Linked DNA regions of Juglans regia: region 2 is linked to region 1. Evidence: chromatin contacts called from public Hi-C data. All regions are on one chromosome and are shown on one strand. The core of a region is the stretch at or near the end of the contact, and the rest is flanking DNA. Distances in the headings are between cores, read along the strand shown.

Region 1 (4,625 bases), core at 436-2,935:
AAATCCTGAGTAGAATCACGAGATGCACTTTGATCTTAAAGAAATCTCGGTTCTTGATGATGACTGCAAGCAGAATATTTTTTTGAAGTTCGATCTTCACTGTGAAGGTATCGTTCTTGGAAAGAAAACCATCGGCAAAGTGCAAGTTCCGATATTCAAGGACTTGATAGATGATGAGCTCAACGGAACTGTGAGGTTTATGAGCTCAACATCACAATCTACATCAGCATAATATTAATTTGATGATCCAACAAAAAATCCATAAAAAAAATACCAAAGGAAAAGTTCAAATATTCAAGCCCATCAAATTACCATTAAAAACTAAAAAAAAAGATGGCTTCAAGGATGATTGGAACCGAAAAACCCCCGTAACCAAAAACATCACTTTCTTTTTTCTTAACTTTCTCAGTAGCCAAACAAAAGGGCAATTTTCTAACTTTTCATAATTCAAACAAACATATGCATGATTACTAAAAAAAAAACTAAATGATCAAATGCGAAACCACATAAAGAAGCCTACATACTAAAAACTTCATTTTTCTTTCCATTCACTCTACTTTCTCACCAACCAAACAAAACCAAGGTTCCCACTCACCGGAAACAATGTCTTCCAGAATTCAAAATGGGTCTGGGGTGCCTCGGCTATCCTAGTGGTCCATGAGATAGCATCATGAGAGAACCACAAGCAAGCAAATTCGGTCAAGTCCAAGGAATCAAGGATACCTACAGGTGGCTTAGAGCAAAGACGTGGAACAAGAGCAATGTTTGCAGCAAAACCTGGTGGATTTTTGCTTAATTCGGTATTACTCTTTTGATTTATAGCTCTAGTTTCCGCCCATCGTAAGCCTCGCATTTGATTTGTAGCTTTCAAACTAAGATTCCGCAGTGGGAGAAGACTTTTCTTTTTCACTGCAATGGATTTCGACTTTCGGGTTCAAAGGTGTCGTCCGATATTGGTCAGATTGGATGGATGATGAAACCGACATTTACTCAACCCGACATTAACGGGTTCAACCCAATCGGGTTGTGTGGATTGTGCGGCCCAGCAGGCATTTTGCACAGGCCTAATGTTCGTAATCTTTCATAGGTGAATCGAACCCAACAGACTCCATGAGCAGACAGGTTTATGCATTTGCCACACATCAAAGGTTTAGTGACATCCAAACTGACCCTCATTCTAATGAACTGCCCCCATGCTACTTCATCCTTCTCTATATTAATCTCCTCTACTGTACCAATACAATCACCAATCATTCTCACCACCTTCTCATTCATTGCACCCAAAGGAAGTTCATATAGTCTGATCCAGAAAACTACCTTTACTATCTTTATTTTGTTGGCCAGTATATCTCCTTCAAAATTTTGCATCAATACCAGATTCCTATCAAAAGGCCATGGTCCTTCACGTTGCACTCTGGCTTTCTCCCTTTGATCTTCGAATTCCACCAGTAGCAGTTTAGATCCCAATTCCTTAAACCAAATCTTCTTTACAGGTCGCCAGATTCTCCTCAAGTTTTGCTTGAAAACCTCATGATTGTAGTGCTTATCCATGAGTAGAGATACCAGCAAAGAATGTTCTCCCCTTTGTTTAGTTTCTTCTAACAGCACCTCTTCCACAATGATTTCCTCCTTCTCTTGTTCCGACAATGACAGCCTTTGACTTAGTACTTCTTGAGACTCTTCCATGATAGAGGAGCCCGTAACCTGTACTAAGAGGAAAGAAACCTTTGGTGCTTTTTTACTTATAACATTAATGCTGCAAGAGAGAACCAAAAAAAAAAAAAAATTTAACTGGAATCAAAACATAATGTGAAATTCACTTTTACACATACCTCAGCTTTTTTCAATTATAAATACACACCCACCGTACTGTAGATTTCACATTTCAAAAATTAAAAGAAAAATTACATTCTTACTTTTAATTCTTACAGCTCAATATTATTACTAGAATTTTTTATTTTTTATTTTTTATTTTCACTTAATAATTAAAGAAGTATTTTTTAATAATATTATATTTTTTTATTTTTTTAAAAATATATATATATAAAAGAAAATCAATTATGCTTAACGGCAGCTGCCAGCTCCCACGTAGGACTATCCAAATTAAAACAATTAAAATTGAAGTTTGAAAAAGGTGTGACTGTTCGGCGGTCGTCCAGTGGTTTTTCATTCATCACCCATCGATTTCTAGAGACAATTGCCACCCTCAAATTGCAGCTGAATTGATGGTGATTAATCAACCTGAGGTGGCAGCTGAATATTATGATGACGCCAGTCCTTTCCATTTTATAAGTGTTGGGAAATTTCGAAACAATCCTTTGCTCACACATGCAGATTACCAATTAATTAGTTAAATCCATAAGAGATAGACATTTGACTTGTCAACATTGGCTGCGGTCTGCATACACGTTGGGTTGGCTACAAGAAAAATAAAAGAATGATTATAAAAAAACAAAAGAACCCAATACAACTTTTACACAATTCAATGATATTAAAATATTATTTTATTTTAATGGATTTAACTTTAAAAAGTAATAATATTTTAATAGAAAGTTGGGTAAAAATTCAAGTTCATGTATTGTGTGCTCAATATGTAAAAGATTAGGAGAGAAAATTCGAGGGAAAATTCAGCTTAATTAATAAGTAATTACAGAGTGATTTGGAAAGAAAAGACATCCAGATCAGAAACGATTTTTCCAAGTTTGCATGTTAAAGAGTTTGTACGGCATGGCTCTAGAATTTTGGTACCGCCAAAGGGAGATACAAAAATAATAAGAAAAAAAATTGGTAGGAGTTTTTACTTTTTTGCGACATTTCCTCGTCAACATTAATTAAGAGTGATATCTGCACCTCAAAGACGGTGGCTGTAGACTCCTTGGATGGGGGTGGAGAGTTGGGTCCGTGGAGCCTAGTCTCGCCCCCCGTGGGTAGGTGACCCCTTTTGGATGTTGGGGGGCGAATTGACACCCAAGATCGTTTATCCATTGCCTACGTCGAGTTTCTAAGGAGAGAGTAACATAACAATTAAATAAAATGTATTGTTTGGAAAACTCTCCTTGTTCAAGAGAGAGTATTTTTGTATTATATTTATAGAATAGAATACAGAGTATTCATAAACATCAGAATATACACAAATACAATCACGTAAAGATTATGAAACTCTATCTCTATTTGGTTGTTACTGAACTTTGTCCTTATAGCTTAACCTATATATGGTTGTTGCTGGACTTTATCCTTATCAGATACTTGTACTAGCTTATCAGATAATGCTTCAACAGCTCCCCTCAAGGTAAACGGTACATGCTACAGCATGTAGGTTGAGCTTGGAACACAAGAATTGAAACCGAGTAGAAACTATCGATTTTGTAAAGAGGTCAGCGATCTGATCTCTTTACACTGGAGTTTTTGCTCTTTTGCAACATTTCCTCATCAACGTTAATTAAGAGGGATACCTACACCTCAAAGACGGTGGCTACCGACTCTGCCCAAGGATGGGCGGGGTCGAGAGTTGGGACCCTGTGCCCTAGTCTCGCCGCCGTGGGTACGTGCCTCTGTTTGGATATCGAGGGGGTGAATTAGCACCAAGGGCCGTCCATCCACTACCCACGACAAGAATCTAGGGAGAGAGTAACATAACACTTAAATAAAGTGTATTGTTTGCAAAACTCTCCTTGATCAAGATAGAGTATTTTTGTATTAGATTTATAGAGTAAAATAGATATCCAAACAAATATTATATATATATGTAATATTTAATATTTTAAATATATTATATGTTTAATATTTAATATTAATATCCAAACAAAATGAATGGTTCGGTCAAGATCGGACCGGACCGAGACTAACCGAATGTGTATATATATATAAATATTATATATATAATATTATTATATATATATATATTAGTTGTACAAATTAATTATGTAATTTTCATCCAAGGGATTAGCATTGATCTTATGTAAAATGAAATTATTTAATATTCATTAACCATATAAAAAATGTTAAAGAGATCACTTAATTTTAATTTTACTAATTTGATTAATTTTTTGTATTAATTGTTTTGTCAAAAAAAGAAAAAAGAGGAAAAACAATATTCATGGACCGAATCAAATTGACTAGACAGATAGCTAACGGTCCGATCTAGCAAAAATAATGGATCGAAATTTTTGATCCATGACCTCCCTCGACTGGACCGGACCAGACCGATTACACCCTTAGTCTTGAGATGGCTGAGAAGTTGCCCGGAGAGCAATTGGACTTGCAATGTTGTCAGCTCGATATGTGAGATCAAACATGTGATAGCAACGAAGTGTAGTTAGCCTAGGCGATGGTAGACTTGACAGGTGGGCTTTCCACCAGAGGATGGCCCGCTAGAGTTCTGGGAGCATCGACCATGCCCACGTCCTCTCCCTCTAGAGTAGGAGGTGAACCGAGAAGAAGACTATGGTCCTTGGTGAGGAGGCATACCAGAACAAGCAACAATATTGGTAGAGGGTTGAGAAAAGTCCACTGGAGAAGAATGTTGTTCTAGACGAAGTTTATGGATAAGGAGGTGACCATAAATCTCATCTAAGGATAGTGGATCAACTCTAGTTGTAACAGAGGTGACAAAAGGATCATAGTCA
Region 2 (4,590 bases), core at 571-3,070, 130 kb after region 1:
CTGCATTTGACTTAAAGTAGATTTAATGTTTGACTTTGGGGGGATGCTTAAATCCCCCACTCAATTGCGTATTTTAAGTGTATTGTATTAATTATTCCTTCTGAGAAATGTCAAGGCTATTGAAAACACGTTCACAATCAGATTGTGTCAGGCATAAACAGTTCCAATCATTAATCGCTTGCTAGTGCAGAGTGTGACCTTTTCATGAACTATCCATGAAGAGGTATCGTATCACCAACTTGGTTACTGGCCTAATTTCAAGAGAAATATATACGGCTTTATAAACAACTTCCTCTTATTCTTCGAAACTCTAAACTCAAATTCCTTTACACACTATTATAAACTGATATATGACATGCCAGCGAGAAGCGCCTGCATTGAAGTAGGGTCCAACTAATTCCAGCTTAAACACATTCACACAAATCGGCTGAAATACCATAAACAATGGAAAAGTCCAAAGAACAACAACCATTGGGGACAATCAAATCAGAAACCTCATAAAAAATAATGAGAGATGGAAACCACTCTCGAATTAACAACTGAGAACTACTTATAAGGGAAAACAAAAAGGTAACACCACCAAGAACTTAACTAACAAATCTTGACCATAGCTATCCAACAAACATTTTGGGTCTTTTGAATTTAGTTAGGGGTCATATTAAAGTTTAAACTAAACTTTAAACTATAAAAGGTTGAGTCTTCCCTTTTTATAAAATTTTCTTCCTATTAAAAAAGGTGGTCTTTTTTTTTAATGATATGGCATCTGCTTGATTATAAGTAATTTGCTCGGATTGTTCTTTTTTTTTTTCTCTTTTTTTTTTTTTAGGCCATGGTTGCCAGGTTGCCAGATAAGGGAGAAAAGTTACGGAAGCAGATTGTTGAACTAAATTCAGAGCTCCATAAAATTAGTGAGGCAGAAAGAACAGAAAGCAAAGTTATCGATTTGGATGATTTAAGTGGGGGATTTCACGCAGTTTTGAATGTATAGATCATCATTGCTGTTTAATAGTTTACGGTCCCATTTGGATAATGAAAGTATTTATCTCATCCCATCTCATGTAATCTTTTCATTACAATTTTTCTAAATTTTCACGCAAAATATAATAAACAACTCAATTTTTTCAAATTCTAAAATAATAGTAATATTAATAAATAATATTTTAACAATATTTTATTCAACTTTCAACTTTCATATAAAATTATCTCATCTCATTATCCAAACCGCACCTAAATCTGACTGAATATATTGATCAGATCCGAGCAGTAGATTTTTACAGTTTTCGCCTAAAAAAATGTACTAATGTATAAAATTAATAGTTTGAAACATGAACCCTACTTCATTTTTCGCCCCTGAACCAAAAAACTACATTTCTAACTTCTATATATCAACCCTTCCTTTTTAGCTACTGGAAAACCTCTCCGCTTTTTTGAGTGTTTTCCAACTTAGTGAAGAGAGAAAGAAAAAGCAAGGAGCTTCTAGAAACCGAAGAGAGAGGAACTTACCTACAGGTTCAGCGGGAGAAAACCTTCCGGCGGAGTTGTCTGTAGAAGCTGACGCTTGAAAGATCCGGCGAGAGAAACGGCGGCGGAAGCTCGACGGTTAGGGTTTCGGAGAGAGAGAGAGTGAGAGGGACAAGTGAGGTCTGGAACTGATTCTGCAGTCCAAAACTCCAACGGTTAGCTCGGAACGTAAACGACGTCGTTTTTTTTATATACAGTTTATTTTTTATAAAACTGTCGGGTTACCGGGCCGGGATGAACAGTCCTTTATTAATCAATGGGCTGGAGAGCAGATCATAAAAAACACGTCAATATCTTGAGAACGGCCCACAAATATAATCCAAACTCAACCCCAAAGTTAGGGGAAGCTATCCGGTCGGAGGATTTGTTTGTATGAATATGGCAATTGCATTCGCAGCAGTGGCAAGACCATCCTCGATGGTGTTGCTAACGAGACAAAGATCCATACCCAGGTGGGTCTTCACCCCTCTCGCTTCTTCATCTTTTTCGTCGTCGACTTCTTCCTCCACTCCTTCCAGAAAGCTCGTTCTCTACTCAAAGCCCGGTTGCTGTTTGTGTGATGGCCTCAAAGAAAAACTCCAAGCTGCCTTCTTACTCTCCGGCCCTGATTCCCTTCACGATGTTGATTTACAGGTAAATATGCCCATCTGTGTGCGTGAGTGTGTATATGTTTATTTTATGCGTGTATATTGTGAATGTGTCGGTGAGTTTGTCAGATAATGGATATAACCAGCAATCCTGAGTGGGAAATGGCTTATCAATATGAGATACCCGTGTTAGCCAAAGTACTCTCTGATGGCACCGAGGTCAGTTTTGTTTTAAATTTTGTTAGTCAAAGTCTTTTTTTGTGCTAATTTTGTTGTCTCAGATTTTCAAAGTTTTAACGTTCCTCGCCTTTATATAGCTATTTCTTCTTTGCCGCAGCGCTTAAGATTTTGAAGTAGCATTTGTAGCCTACGTGTTATTCATAGTCTTTATTAAAGGAAGAATTTAAATTGCTAGTGGATGTGCTGAAATATCCCAACATCTTTTCCACTTCACATAAATGTAGCTTCTTAATTAATTGACGGCCTTTGCTGATTGAAACTATGTCATGATGCACCTTAGTGTGTGGGATTAGTTTCTGACGGTTGTTAGAAAATCTACCATCTAAGGTTGTTTAGCTAGTTATAGCATGTGCAAGTAGCACCTATACATTTAAGGTACTAAACATGATTTACCGGTTCGGAATTCAGACTGATGGTTATGATGTTTGAAAGGGTTGGTGGATGGTTACAACTATGGTCTATAAGTGTAACGCCTCAATGAAAGGCCCAAATCACATGACCTATACTCCAAAAGGACGAGTCAATGATATAATTGGAGTCATATTGAAACATTATAAAGAGCAAGAACTTCTCATTTCCAAGTAATGTGGGATCCCATACACCACCTTCCTTTATCCTTATCATATGTGGTATCACAATCTCCCCCTCTTAAATTCCTGACGTCTTCGTCAGACCAATTATCGTAGATGGCATGGCTTAAGCCCCATATTTCTGGTTGGGATAGGCTCTGATACTATTTGTAACGCTCAATCGAAGGCCCAAACCACATGGCTTATACTCCAAAAGGATTAGTCAATGATACAATTGGAGAGCAAGAACTTCTCTTTCCTAAGCAATGGGGGATCTCATATACCACCTACTCTTATTCTTATCATATGAGGTATCACAATAAGGAAACCAATGAAACCCTTAAAAAAGCCTTCTTTAAGCACATCAATAACTTAAAAGAGGAAGATGAATTCCACTTGTTCATCTTCTTCACCCTCTCTGCATAGCCAAACAACCTATCCATCCTACATTTATAACACCGTCACAATGAAGTTTAGCACAATCTTTGGGACCTTCAAGATATTCATAAAAAGGTTTGTTCTTGCTTTTGCTATCTGACAGGCTTCTGCCACCATTGTTGTTTTCACGATAAAGAACATTTTCAAAATTTCATGTCCTCCTAGGCTTACCTCAATGCTCAGATTAATCATTCTGTTTCCAAGTTCTGATGCATGAGTTTTCTATCATAACTTAATCCCTGAGACAGTCATTTCAACTATAGTGATGTGTAGGACAGCCAGTAGATTCTATGATTAGGGATCATCTGATCATTATAGGTGGAGAAAAGTTTTATTATTTAGATCCAGAGGATTGGTTCAGTGATTATAAAGGGAGAAGGTCAAAGTAAATTATGTTTTTTTATTTTGCAATCAAGAATAAATGAGTGCTGTGGAGGGGCTGGACCAGTGCACTGAGTGCAGTAATTAAAGTACTTTATGGGTGCCTTTGGATGGTTATTCGGTGGTTGGATTTATTATCTATTATAAAGTAGGACCTAAAGAAAGACAGTTCTAGATCCAGATGATGAAAGAACTAGGATATCTTTGAATCTCAGTGGGCCTTCCAGGAATCTCACCTATAATTTCTTTTCATAAATTATTTATCAAAAAAAAAAAAATTCTTTTCATACATTAGGAAAGCCTTCTAAAAGAGACCACTCAATCATCATAGATGTATGCCAAAATGATTTCCAAATTTCTTCCATGGACAGTTTACTTAAGAAAATCTTCCTTGCTCTTGTATACTTCAATCCTTAAGTTTTCAATACTGATTTGCTTAATAGTAATGCTAAATATAGGCCTAGAATGTGCAAGTCCTACGCATAATTTTTGAAAAAAATGAGACCCACCATGAAAAAGTAGATCTTTTCATGTGGGTCTCATTTTTTTTTCAAAGGACTTGCATGGGACTTGTACACCCTAAGCTTGTACAAATTATTTTCCATTGCCTTTAAGAAGTTCAGGATGATATCTCTCCTCACTCTCTGCCTATATGACACTTTTAAGGTCCCAGGCTTGGAAGGGCTTGAATTTGCTCGTTGTAGGCCCTGCTTCTTTTCAACTGCTGATAATATATGGGGGTTATCCCTGTGATATGCTTTTTTTCCTCTTTCTCAATGAAACTGGTACTAAATTGCCTGCTCACACACAAGTTTCAGACCCACCAGCCATTAGAAACTTCTATACATCATCAA

The links. A called contact is a pair of places that touch in the nucleus more often than the background predicts.
Region 2: a Hi-C map of leaf shows a contact between it and region 1, with 2.6 times the contacts expected there. The contact joins the promoter of LOC108992164 here to the promoter of LOC118344779 in region 1. A contact is called at or near these places in 2 of 3 Hi-C or Micro-C datasets (both in leaf).

Annotation. Positions count from the first base shown.
Region 1 is chr16:4,095,977-4,100,601 of Walnut 2.0, forward strand. It overlaps LOC118344779, which reads right to left and starts at 1,686. Exons shown (of 1, transcript XM_035686172.1): 1 at 991-1,686. The coding sequence starts at 1,686. The coding sequence ends at 991.
Region 2 is chr16:4,227,374-4,231,963 of Walnut 2.0, forward strand. It overlaps LOC108992164, which reads left to right and starts at 1,821. Exons shown (of 3, transcript XM_018966632.2): 1 at 1,821-2,154; 2 at 2,238-2,327. The coding sequence starts at 1,894.